2 separate regions of the Rattus norvegicus genome follow, and region 2 is linked to region 1. A link is a contact called in public Hi-C data. All regions are on one chromosome and are shown on one strand. Each heading gives the region's core, a stretch centred on a gene start, on an enhancer-like site or on the middle of the called end of the contact. The rest is flanking DNA. Distances are from core to core; before and after follow the strand shown.

Evidence for each region. Hi-C and Micro-C count contacts between places; a contact is called where the count stands out from the background.
Region 2: a Hi-C map of hepatocytes shows a contact between it and region 1, with 2.5 times the contacts expected there. The contact joins the promoter of Slc16a13 here to the promoter of Kctd11 in region 1. A contact is called at or near these places in 3 of 12 Hi-C or Micro-C datasets (the Rat2 cell line, hepatocytes and kidney).

The regions. Positions count from the first base shown.
Region 1 is chr10:55,099,894-55,106,613 of GRCr8, forward strand. It overlaps Kctd11 (potassium channel tetramerization domain containing 11), which reads right to left and starts at 3,562. Exons shown (of 1, transcript NM_001108831.2): 1 at 1,399-3,562. The coding sequence starts at 2,798. The coding sequence ends at 2,100. Acap1 (ArfGAP with coiled-coil, ankyrin repeat and PH domains 1) reads right to left here. Exons shown (of 22, transcript NM_001105796.2): 18 at 6,387-6,559; 19 at 5,185-5,294; 20 at 4,982-5,092; 21 at 4,585-4,634; 22 at 4,147-4,307. The coding sequence ends at 4,207. Tmem95 (transmembrane protein 95) reads right to left here and starts at 570. Exons shown (of 7, transcript NM_001134799.2): 1 at 437-570; 2 at 113-204. The coding sequence starts at 570.
Region 2 is chr10:55,433,231-55,439,950 of GRCr8, forward strand. Slc16a13 (solute carrier family 16, member 13) reads right to left here and starts at 3,215. Exons shown (of 4, transcript NM_001005530.1): 1 at 2,732-3,215; 2 at 2,448-2,591; 3 at 873-1,610; 4 at 1-102. The coding sequence starts at 2,930. It overlaps Bcl6b (BCL6B, transcription repressor), which reads right to left. Exons shown (of 8, transcript NM_001108279.1): 8 at 6,336-6,720.

The sequences.
Region 1 (6,720 bases), core at 2,312-4,811:
GTGCTGCCTTCTACGCCCCCTCCCAATCCGCCCCTCTCTCCGCCTCCCCTCCCCCCATCTCCCATCTTGGGTCTTCCTAAGTCCCAAGGTTTCAGTTTCTCCCAGATCTCACCTATGACCCTCAGGACTCGGTGAGTTTTCTCTGTGATTTGGTTCATGGACACCTCATCTGTGGAGATGGACAAGAATGAGCTAGAGGAGGCGCTAAGCTTTTGGGGATTTTGTTGTTGTTGTTTTGTTTTTCCTATTTCCTAGGGCACAGAGTTCTTCCAAAGAGAGAGGGTAGTGTGTCCAGAAAGGGCTATGGACTGAAGCAGTGACTGAGGAGCTAGGAACTCACACGCCAGCCCCCTGAGGAAATGCGGGTGACTACTGCTGAGCTAACCTTGTGTGTCTGATTTTACCTAAGGCAAAGGCAGAGAAATTCAGGGAGGACCATTCCTTCTCCTGCGGCTCCGTCTGCTTATTGAGCTGAGCCAGACGGCTTGGCAAGGCATGCGCTGGGAGACGACAAAAGACACAAGCCTTGGCCACAGCCAAGAAAACCCCACCTAGGGCCAGCACCCACATGAGGCCTGCTGGGGGATGGGTGGGAGTTGGACCCCTCAGGCCAGGGAAGATTCAGAATTCTCTGAGGTTCAGATTCTGGCCCTTTATGTGGGAGGTTCTAGACTGATCCAGAACAATGCCATTGTCTTACCCCTCAGCTCTCCTGGGCCCTGAATGGAAGGCTGAAACATATCTCTAGGACGGATACATCTGGGTTTCTGTTGCAAGGGGATAGGGGCCTTTACACGTCCGTGGTCTGAAAGCAATTTATTTTTCTTGTTGTAAGTCACAGTGATAGATGAATGACTCCACCCAATGATGAAGGCATTTATGCGTATCCCATCCACACAGGAACCCAGAAATGCTACCCTTCCCACATCCTCCCCGACTCTCCCAACTCTATCTCCTCTCTGCCCAGGACAGCCTTAGGCCTTACCCAGCTATTTCCTAGCAACGGGCTCATGGTTGTCTCAGCAACCAAGAGCTCCCAGAGGTCTCAGAGGCCCAGCCAAGCCCAGTGGCTTTTACCTCTCATAGGAAGAGCCTAGTGACTCAAACTCAGACAAGGCCCTCTTGCCTACGTGGCGGTGCAGGCATAAACACACATGCAAACACACACACACACACACACACACACACACACACACACACCCTATGATTAAACTAAATCTGAATCTGCTCTTACGCATACTATAGATATACCTGAGCCTGGAGAGTTGCTAAGCAACCCTAAACAGGTCTGGACATGCTAAGATCACAGAAGGACCAACAAACACAGGAGTCAGCAACACTGATGGGAACCAAGACACCAGGGAGCCAAGCAACATCAGATCACTGGCTGTCATGCACACAGACACACACACACACACACACACACACACACGCACGCACGCACGCACGCACACACGCACGCACACACACGAAAGAGGCCTCTGGATACCATGGACCAGTCCCACTTCCATTTGGGATCCCCTAAAACACGGAATTCCAGAAGGGAGCTCTAGCCCCCATGCTGCTGGAGGTTCTCCTAGCTCCCTTATATCATCCTAGGGTGGTGTGTCCCACAGTAGGTGGCTTGGGACATAGTAAAAAAAACCTCCCAGAGTGTACTGGCCTCTTAATGGTCACAGTAGGATAAGGTGACAGGTCCAGTAGAGGAAACCACAGTCTAGAGAACAGATTACATCTGATAATTCAAAGTGTGTCCTCCCACCTAGTGCTCAACCCTCCAGAGCTCTGCTAGGTTTAGCCTGGGCAAAGGGGTGCTTTCTTACTTTTCCACACCTCTGAATACAGAGGACCCATCCTTAAGCAAGAACAGGCTAGAGAATCCATGATGCTTTCCCAGGATAAGTCCCAGTATTGATCTTCTAGACCATTCACAAGTCTTGGGGGTAGTGGGGCAGCTCAGTTTGGGAATCCCAGGCCTGGTGGGATCCCTGACTCTCATAGCTCCCACACCAGAACTAGAAAGAGGTTTTAGAAGAGCCATTAGCCCCTTGGCTGTCTCACTCCCCCTCCTCTCCTCAGTCAAGTGAAGGGTAGCATCTTCAGTGGCGCACAAAGCGCAAGGATCTAGAGTTCAGAAGGTCTTCAGGGTCTGGGAAGACAGAATCCAGGCGGAAGCCATGTTCCAGAGCCACCCGTAGCACCTCCTCCAGGAACGTAGGCGTGTTCACTACCTCCCGCCGATCTTCTGGTCCCCCAGTCCACAGTGGCTGGAGCCCCAGTCTTTGATATTCTACTTCAGGGAGTTCCTGGGGGCGGGAGGCCCACTCTAGCCGAAAATGTGGACCTCCTTCTGCCCTGTCCCCACTGGCCACACCAAATCTGTTGCGCATGGCAGCCAGACACTCAGGGTCTGTGCAGAAGAGGTTGGCTCGGAAGGTGTCCACCTGGACAGAACTCAGCTCATAGTGGTGGGGGCCCCGTCGAGCAGAGAAGTGCACCAGGCGGGGGCTAACATCTACGTCAGCATGGAGCAGGGCAGCTGTGGACGCAGGTGTACCCCGAGAGGCTTCCAATTCCCGCAGTGCATCCAGGAGGGGCCGGATCTGGTAGAAGTCAGCCTCTGCCTTAAGAAGGGCAGTTTCTCCATACCCACGGGGCAGGTCCAGACGGCCTAGCCGCAGGAAATTGAGGATGTGCCGGAAAGCCTTACCGTCCCTGTCGATGAAGTAATGGCCATCTCCTTGCGGGTTGAGATTGGCCGGCATTAGGGTGTCAGCCCTAAACATGGCCCCCAGCATGGAGTCTGGGAAGCGTGTCAGGGTCTCCAGTGTAGTGGAATATAGTGTTCCCCCCACATTTAGGGTCACGGGGCCCCCAAAGGAAGGGGGTGAAGAGGACACAGGAGGGGGGGAAATTTTGGGGACTATAGAAGGCAGACAAGGAGAAGGAAAAAGCAGATTTTCGGAGTTTGGAAAGAATTGGGTGGTAACGTTCAGACTCGCTAAGTTGGAGGCAGAAGTTGGAGAACAAGACAGCAAAGTTTGTAGCTCACCCAAGCTACTTTGATGCTGGTTGGGAGCTTCAGGACACAGAAATCCCCGAAAGAATGAAAGGACCGATGTAAAGAACAGAAGGCAGCCACACAGGATCAGGGAGCTTTTGGTCCAGACGATTCTGATTGTGCGTGGTCAGCGATTCCCTCCTGTATACTTCAGACAGTGGGTTTCCGGAATTCAACCAGCAGGTGACGGTGGCGAGCACCGGTCGGACGCTGCCTTCAGCTCCTGAGTTTCTGAGCTTTTTTTAGTAGAGTCCACGCCGGGTTCCGAGGACCTGTCCAGAGCCCCAACCAGGGTTAGGGGCGCGAGTCCCAAAAGATGGAGGCGCAACTGATAGGAGCCAGTGGCCAGCAGTTCTGTATGGCTGAGGGGAGACGATGCTCTCGCAGTCAGAGCTGACAGTGTCCCAGGACTCTGTTGGAAACAAACAGTCCCAGGACTTGGGCGTTACCGCCTTCCTGGGTTGTCGCAGCAGCTACTGAGGTCCTCTCCACCCCCAGGAAGTGGCCTAAGGGCAGCGGTCAGTGGCCCTTTAAGCGACAGTCCCGCCCCTTAGCGCCCCGCCCTACACCCCCTTGGGCTGGCCGGGCTCTGCGAGGGATGGGAGCGGGGCCTTGCCAGTGGGAAAGATGGGGCGGACGAGCAGGACCGGCGGAGAGGAGCGGGGGTGGAATGATTCACTGGCTTTGTTGCGGATGTGGCTACGACGCCCCCCCACCCCCGTTCCCTTCAGGTGTGCATGACCTCACTAGTACAACTTGGTCGGGACTGGAGTCTCCAGTTCATCCCTCTATTCTGAAAAAATGCAAGTCTCAGGGTTGGATCCCGGTCGGGAACTCCCGAGGGGGCGGATGCTGAGCCATTGCATTCCCGGGATGCCTTCGGGCCATCCCGGCAAGCCCACGCGGTGGCTCCGCTGGTCGTCTGGGCTGGAAAACTCCTTCCTCCAATCTACTGGGTGCTAGTCAGCCTCCTCCTTTACTAGAGAAACCCTAACCTCATGAGTAACCACGGCTGCCGGGTGGCCAGTGTACCAAACACCCTGCCGGGCCCCCAGGTGGCGCACAGTAAGTGAAATGAGACAGAAAAAGCAAAGCCGAGAGACTTTAATGGAGAATGTGCCACAGCAGGGTGGGGAGGGACGGGATCAAAGCGTATGGAGGTCGTGACTTCGACGGCTCAGTTTCTCTGGGTCGTCCGACGCCATGAGGGAGAAGTCTCGGAATATGTCGAGATACGTCTCGTCTCCTGAGGAAGAGAGAGGAAGGGCTGGGGGGCTGGGAGGCTGGGAGGCTGGGCTACACAGGTGGTTCTGGCAGGGTAAGCACTTTACGTGTGGGTGCATCCTAAGCACAGAACCGGCGCCTTTTCCTTTGTTCCAAAGGTCAGGCACGTTCTCTGTGCCCAAAACATGTTTGTTGAACAAACAATGATATTAATGCAGTTGGGTACTAAGGAGATAGGTATGCAAGGACCAGCATTCCGGTATGGACATGGGGTCGGGGAAAATACGAAGTTACTTTACCTGTCTGGCCCTGGGCCGCTTCAGCCTCCCTCATCTTTGCCAATCGTAGCCTGAAGGGTGGGGATTAAGGAGTAAAAATAAGACCTCATACTCTTCTTCTCCAACTCCCCATCCTCTCAACAACTCCCAATTCTTGAGTTGCATCACTCTTTAAAAATGCTTGTCCATAACTAGTGCTTTAAATAAAGCTCAAACACAAACTTTTATGCAATGTCGGTGACCTAATAATGGCTCTCGAGGCGAACTCTCAGTATCTCACCTTACTGGTCGTGCACCTGCTCCACACCCCACCACACACACCCCTCCCCAGACCTCACCCTCCAAGTCTGGTTTTGGCATTAGCCCCACCCCAAAGATGAATAGACGGTCGTCTAAGCATTAGCCTGCTGATTCTCACAGAGTTACGATGTCAGCATTGGTGGTTTCCATTGCGATAGTCAGAGGGTCCCTGCCTTCTGTGTCTCGAGCCCCCAGATCCGCACCCCGTTTCAGGAACAAGCAAGCAAGCCTAGAGAGGACAGCTAAATTCAGCTGCAGTCGTCCCCCAACTTCATTCCCAGAAAGCTTCCTCCCCATGGTGGCATTTCCTCGGCTCCCTACCCTGTGTGGCCAAGAATGGTGGCATGGTGGAGTGGGCCCCGGCCAGCACTGTCTGCTTGGTTCACATTTGCCCCATTTTGGAGGAGAAACTCACAGGCTAGAAGAGAATTCTGCATGGATGAGATCAAGAAGAGATGGCATTTTTAAAGGTGGATTTTTGGATGTTTTAGGGTAGTGTAATCAAGATAACCAGAGTGTGGAGTGTGGTATTCAGGGTACAACTCGGTGTCGGGCTTGGCCCTCGATCTTTATACGCTCATAGATTAAATCAATCCCGTGGCTGGAGAGATGTCTCAGTGGTTAAAAGCATCAGCTACTCTTCCAAAGGAGCCAGATGCCAGATTCAATCCCAGGCACCCACATAGTAACTCCAGTTCCAGGGGACCCCCTCCCATATATACACATGCAGGCAAATCACCAGTTCACATAAAAAATAAGATAGCATTTGTTTAAAAAAAAAAAAGCCAGGCAGTGGTAGTGCATGTCTTAATCTTAAGTACCCCCCTCAGGAGGCAGAGGCAGGCAAGTAAGTCTCTTAGTTCAAGGCCAGCTTGGTCTACAGAGCGAGTTCCAGGACAGCCAGGGATACACAGAGAAACTCTTGTCTCTCCCCAAAGTGAATCCTGCACCCTGACGAGGCATATTATTTCTCTTTTCTTTTTTTTTTCTTTTCTTTTCTTTTCTTTTTTTTTTTCGGAGCTGGGGACCAAACCCAGGGCCTTGCGCTCGCTAGGCAAGCGCTCTACCACTGAGCTAAATCCCCAACCCCTTCTCTTTTCTTTTAAAGATTGTTTTATTTTTATGTGTTTAGGTGTTTTGCCTACATGTGTGCCTGTGTACCACATGTAGTGAATGAGGGGCGGGTAGACGGTGTTGAATATCCTGGCCCTGGAGTCACAGTCATGAGCTGCCTTGGAGGTGCTGGGAACTGGTCCTGAGCAAACACAACATGAGCTCCTGACCTCCGAGCCATCTCTCTGGTCTCCTGCTATTCTTATTTTACATTGAGGAGACTTAAGTCACAGAGATATTGACAACTTGTTTAAAATTGCGTTAAGTGATAGATCTAAAATCTAATTTACCACCTCCAAATCACACTTCCAACACCTACTCTTATCATGTATCTTTCCCTATGGGATGGAGCCCCAGGGAGAGACAAGAGGAGCTTAGGATAGAGTAGGGGAGGTCAGCATGGTCCTCACAGCAGCTGTGGCCCGGATCAGAGGTGTGGCGTTCCCCTGGCCTGCATTGACCCAGTTGACATCAGCTCCGTGGGCCAGGGCATCAGCCATGGTAGGAAGAGATGGCGGATATCCAGCAGCTTGGAACAGCAGGGCCCCAGGGTGCAGGCTTCCTATGTCTTCAGATGGGGACTCTGTTAAGGGGATTTAGTTCTGTTGAGAATCAGTGCCAGTTCTGGAAAGGAAATCTTCAGCAAAGTCTCCAGATGCTGCAGTGGGTGGGGAGGCCCTTGTGACTCAGGGCTGTGGTGAGAAATGGGAGCGTGTGGACGTGCGTACGTGTCGGTGTGTGTGT
Region 2 (6,720 bases), core at 1,965-4,464, 330 kb after region 1:
AGAAATGGGGCAGGGTGATAAGAACTCCACTTCCTGCAAGTAGGAAGGCCCCAGCTACCACAAAAGAAGCCGTGTAGTTGCCTGTCACATCCCGGAGGTAGCCTGGGTTCAAGAGAGAAAAAGAAACATACGTGGGTGATCTGCACTTTGGGTCTAACTGCCTAGATCCATTTGTGGGCAAAGGAAGACCCATTGTCTTAGAAGAGCTGGAACTCCCAAGGTAGGACTAGGTGAAGACAAGGCTGGAGTTTCTTAAACAGCCTTAAGAGGCCCTTTCGGCTGCCACCCTCCCTGTAGAAAGGATTTCCAATCCAGTCTGTAGGTGTCATAGTAAGTCAAGCATATCTGTGTGTTTTGTGCTGGCAACGGTGGCCCTTTTAAGCCTCCAGTTAATAGTTAAAGAGGAAGATGTTAAAGATCAGAAGGTTCTGGCATCTTGAGCACGGAGAACTTTAACCAGATGTTTCAGACATTTGGGCAGGGGCCCACTGAGCCAAAGGAAAAGACACTGACATGTTAGGTCAAGCCAGGTCTTCTGAAAACCAAGCCTGCAGTTTCACCGATGTCTTCCCACTCAGACCTTCTTTTTTTTTTTTTTTTCTTTTTTTTCGGAGCTGGGGACCAAACCCAGGGCCTTGCGTTTGCTAGGCAAGCGCTCTACCACTGAGCTAAATCCCCAACCCCCCACTCAGACCTTCTTAAACCCAAGTTCTGTCTTCCTGCGAACCCACTTCAGGACTGTTAGGATCGGCTCTGCAGGCTGTACACTGTTTACATACTAGAGGGCACTATTAACATACACCACCCAGGTTCCTTTCCCCAACTAGACACCATGACATGCCCTGCCCAGTCGGCCACCCTGTTTTCCTTACCTGATAGAGGAGCCCCCAGTAGCCCCCCGACACTCTCTATCATCTGCACGAGTCCCAGGCCACAGTAAATCCTTCCAGTCCCCACCAACTCAGGAATTACGGAGAAGGCCACTGGGGTCAGGGCTCCCGAGGTGAAGCCATAGGCCACAGCCAGAACCACCAGGGTTGTGGAAGCCTGGGCAACAGGGAACAGAGCTAGTGACACCCCAGTCAGGGTGGTCCAAAGCATCAAAAGTCTTGCCACAGGTCCTGGGACTGCATCTCCCAGCCAACCAGATGCCACACGCCCCACAAGGTCAGAAATAGCAGCCACTGAAAGCAGGAAGGCAGCAGGCAGGGGGTCCCAACCCAGGTCCTGCAGATGAGCCACCAGATGGACGTAGGGAATGAAGTAGCCAGTGTTGATCAGGGTGAGGGCAACAGTGTATCGGAGGAAGGGACCATGACAGAGGAGGGAGGTGATCTGGGCCCAAGGGCCACCCACAGCAGTGTCTTCAGTCAGGGAGAGTGGGCGGAGGAGAGCACCACAGGCCACCAGGTGTAGGGAGAGGGCAGACACTAACAGGAGTGCTCCCCTCCAAGCGTAGTTGTTGAGCAGCCACTGGAAGAGGGGGGCGAACGCAAAAGAGGAGATGCCCACTCCAGTCAGGGCCAGCCCCATGGCCAGAGATCGTCGCTGAGAGAAGTAACGGGAAAGGCAGGCCAGGGTCGGAGTGAAGGTCAGGGCCCAGCCAGAGCCTGTGGAAAGGAAAACAAGGTGGGAGGCTGTGGGCTTTGGAGGTGTTTAGAGCACCCAGCAATCCCAACACTACTTAGTGGCAGACTAGCCCCTGCTTTGGACTCCCTCAGACCTGGGTCCTCATAGTGCTGGCTTTAACATTTTCTAGCTGTGTGACGTTCTGTGTTCTGCTTATTCTCCCAGGCTCAACCACCTCATCTGCAAAATGGGGTTAACACACTTTATGGCACTGGTGTCTGTCCTTCTTGATGTATTGACTCTTCAGTACAGTTCCTCATGCTGTGGTGACCCCCAACCATAAGATTATTTTCATCACTACTTCCTAACTGTATTTTTGCTACTGTTATGAATCGTGAATGTAAATATCTGATGTCAGGGTGTATCTGCTATGCGACCCCCATGAAGGGATCGTTTGACTCTCTCAGAGGGGTCGCTCCCCACATGTTGAGAATCTGGGAAGACAAGAGATAGTGGTCCTAAAGTAATTAACACAAAACTTTGGCATTAAGAGCCCCATTTCTACTGTTTCTGGCTACATTAATCTTCCTTTGCCCAGGTGTGTAAGCATGGAAAGCTTCATTGTTATTTTTTAAGTAGGCAATGATATCTATTTCAGCCCATACGTAGCACAATCTTAAAGAAATTCTCCCTTCTACACTCCAGCCTGATGGGTTTGGGCTTGTGCTTTCTGGATTATCTCTGACTTAGTCATTCAGCTTAAGAATTTCCTTCAGGGCATAGGTTCTCCCTAAGCCTTTTTGGAAAGAGGAAAGAAGGTGAAAATCCAAACGCTTAAAATCCAGGCCTTGGACTTCTGCCCTTGCCCAGGGTCTCACCTGACAGCAGCCCAATACTCAGGTATAGGTGGGTCAAGGAGGTAGCAAATGAGGCAAGCAGCATCCCCAGCGCAGCCAAGATGCCCCCAGTCATCACCACAGGCCTGGGCCCCAACTTCGTGCTCAGGGCACTGCCTATTGGGCCTGGGGAATTGGAATGGGTTCTGCGAGGTGGTCTCCGCCATCCTCCCTCAGCATCCTCCCGACACTTTTCCCTTTCTGGTCCCCAAACTCCCTCTTTTCTCCGAGGGTGGCAGACCACCGCACCCGAACGCAGCACTCACTCCCAAACTGCTGCACCGCGATCCCTATGGAAGCGATCCAGGAGACTCTGGCTGCCTGCTCCTCAAACGCCGCCACAAATTCCACGAAGAAGACACCAAAGGAACGGAGCACCCCAAACACGAGCGCCGACTGGAAGAACGCTGAGAGCACCACCATCCATCCCCAGCCCCCATCGGGGGGCTCAGTCCTATGCACCATTCCGGAAGGAACAAAGGGGTAGCTCCTAAGAGCCCCTGCTTGATCTGGGCTTTAAACCGCTCACTTTGGCCCTCCCACCAACCCTGCAGGACGCTTGGCGCTAAGCTGGGGCTGGTCGCCAGGAAGTTACTGATAAAGCATGTGGCGCCTGCGCCTTTCCCCAAGAGAAAGGAGGCCTATGAACCGGGACCTGCCACCGACACAGGGCCGGGTTAGCCCGCAGCTGAGACCCAGACGCCAGCCAGATGATTTCTTTAGAGGCCAAAAAGCAAAACCAGGTTCGAGCCACAACCCTAACGAGAGGTAATCTGGTTGTGGATTATGTTATCTTTGAAGAATCACCACCTGCCTAAGTGGGCCACATCCAACACTTGGCTCGCCAATTAGGATGCAGTTCTTCAGAGCAGGGGGTGGGTCCGGAGGGGCTGGGCGGGGTTTACAGCATTGTTCTGGACCTGCAGTGAGAGAGGGGCGCATGCGTAGGGCGGGGCATGAGGAGGCTAGGTCTCACGTGACAAGGGACCTACCGCGAGGGTTCTGCGGGTGCTGGGTCAATCACATTTCCAGACTTGCATCAAAGGGTTGGTTCTGGATAAACTGGTCCTGACCAGGCAGAAACTCACTTGCTTAGTGAGGGATCCAAGAATTGCCAGGCAGCGTGGGTACGAAGGGATAGGTTATGAGGTAAGAGTCAAACTGATAGAGCACTTGAGGCGACTAGAAATGCCCTGAAAAATTCTAGACGACTGAATCGAGGGGTAGGGGGCGAGGAAGAGAGAAGACTGGAAAGCACAGACTGTGATTCCAGCTGCTCTGGAACCAGGGGCAAGATCATGGTCAACGTGGGCAGTTTATCTAGACCCTGTCTCAATTTTTAAAAATTAATTAAGAGGGGGTATACGGAACTATTGAATAGTAGGTCCTGGTTCAATTCCCCGTATTGCTCCCCACCCCACCCCCACCCCCGTTATAAAGCGGGGAGGCAGGGAACTGAAGAACGAAGCCGGTGACGTGTTGGAGTCCTGGCATTCGTTTCTGTAATGAGAATTTTTTTTCCTGCCGTTTCTGACCCCACTAGCAGGAAACTTGCAGGTCACTGAGACCAAAAATAACTGGGGAGAGGAAGGGCGGCTGTCACACCATCCGAGTCCCCCATTCCTACCTACTTTTCCCTCAGCGCTGCTGGAAGCTTTCTCTAAGCCTTCTAGTACTGGCCATTTCCTGAGCAGTTGTTTTGGTTTTTTGATCTTATGCTGAACTACTTAAGAGAGACCATCTATGACCCTGGTCACTGGAGCAATCAGCCTCTTATCTAACCAGGGCTCTAGCAGGAACTTCCCCCTCACCTCGTGAGAGCAATGACTTGGGCTTTTCTTTTACTATACCTCAGGCTCCCCAGGACTCTGACCTTGAAACCTTGGGTTTGAATTCATACGCAGACCAATGGGGAATGAGGCAAACAAGAGGGGGATGGGATAAGAATCTATGCTGTTAAGAAATCATACTGTAGGGGCTGGAGAGATGGCTCAGCAGTTAAGAGCACTTGCTGTTCTTGCAGAGGACCAGGGCTCAGGTCTTGTCAGCTCCCACGGTGTGGTCTGTAACTCCTGTCCCAGGGGATCTGACACCCTCTTCTGGCCTCCACAGGCACTGTACCCATGTGGGTCACGTACATACATGTAGGCAAAACACTACACATTAACATAAATATATAAACCAAGTTTGACTGCACAGACCTGTCTGCAACCCCAGCTATTTAAGAGACTGGGGTAAGAGGGCAGCAAGCTTGAGGCATGTCGGGATTACAGACTGAAATGAAGGCCAGTCTGGGCAATTTAGTGTGATCCTATTTTAAGGGAATAAATGGTGAACTTGGCCGTGTTAGCATGCCCCAGTTACTCTGGTACTTAGGAGGCAGAGTCAAGTTTGAAACCAGCCTGAGCTACATATTAGACCCTGCCTCAAAAGCTCGAGGGGCTAGAGAGATGGTGTAGCAGGTGAAGTGCTTGCTTTGAGGGCCTGGTAACCCGAGTTCAATCCCTGAAACTCAGGAACTCGGAAGGAGAGACCTGACTCCACAAAGTCATCCTCTAACTTTCACACGTATACACGCCATGGTGTGTGCACACGAAAATACCACACATGCATGCGACCATAATAAATTAGTTAGGTTTATAAAATGAAAAGCCCTGTTCTCTAAACCCAAAGGGTTTTGGCCTCTCGTGGAAGTCCCTGGGTTCAATCCCTTGCACCAAGCAAATCCAAACCAACTTATGTTGCATTTCTCAGTGCATATGTGGAAAATGAAATGCTGAAATCCTTTGGGTCTGCAGTTTTGTTATCCGTAGACTCATGAACAGGGATATGTCAATGGTGTAGAAAATACTTGAGTCTCAAAAGAGCCTGGTCTTTAGAACTTTAGAATCAGATCACAGTCCCAATCTTGTCTTTACCACGTTTTACTTGGTCAAGAGACTTAACTTCTCAATTGGTTTCATCTGGGAACTGGGGAGAATACTCCCTACTTTTTTAGAGTTGCTGGGGGTTAAAGATAAGTCTATGCATTTAACATATGGTAAGTAATGATAGCTGGTCCTATTTTTGATAGGGGCCAAGCTGTAACTTCTGCTTAGTTTCTGTATTTTGCTTTTTTAAATAACCTAGGTTATGGACTTTGGGAAAGAATGAAGAAATACAAGCAGCCACTAAAATGAGATTACCAGGGAGAGCATTAGACTAAAGAAGGAAAACAAAAAACCCACAGCCTGTAGTTGGTGCAGGCACTTCAGAGATGGAATTTGTCTTTCCAACATCTGAGGAAAGTCCAGAGGGAGGGACCCTTAGACTTAGTGACCTTTGGCCTTGGGCTGGGACACACCTGTGCACCCTGGACCCACAAGTCATGGGGAAAGACACAAGCATTGAATGTTTAGATAGACGCCAAGATACTACAAATGGGAGGTGGATCGGGCACACAGACACTCAGCTTTCTCCTTGTGGCTGCCACAGCCAGCCTCTCTTGTTCTTATGGGACCCACATCCTACCTATCTTTGGTGATGGTTGCGTGTGAGGAGGTGGGGGTAGGCTGGTCACATGCATTAAGAACCCTGGGCTAGCACAGATGCACTTCCCAGGTTCTTTCCTACTTTCTCCCGGAAGCCTCCCCACCTCGGTCAGGAAGTGACTTCAGACCGGCAGGATGCAGGTGGCTCCGGATAAACTTCATGAAGTCACCGGTTCCTAGACAATGAGCCGGAAGGCTGGGGCAGGGAAGGACCATCGAAGAGGACTAGTGGGATGGAACAGTGCAACGAACCCAGGATCCAAGTCATTAGTTTCCAGAGTCGCTTTCCAAGTCTCCACCCCCAACACATACAAACAAACAGACCTAGGACACAACAGATGGCACAAAGTAGGGCTTCTTTATTCCAAGGATCTGATCTTGCAGAATCTAACCTCTCACCCCGGCACTTCCCATGTGCCTGTCCAGTCTGCTAAAAAGAAATCATCACCTTCTCAATCTCTCCCCTGTCGTTGCCCCAACCCACACACAAGTCTGCATTCATTCAGGTGGTAGGAGAGTTAAATGGGAACTGGAAGAATGGATGGCTTTCTCACCTGTCCCCAGCTGCTGGCCACAAGAACTGCCTTAATTCAGGAGTCTCTGCCCTACAAATTCAAGTCCTTTTACCGTTTACCCAAGTACTATAATCAGATAGGTCCCAAGGCAACGAGAGCAGAACTGTAAATCAAGGCTCCCAAATACTATCTAACATCCCAGACACTCCA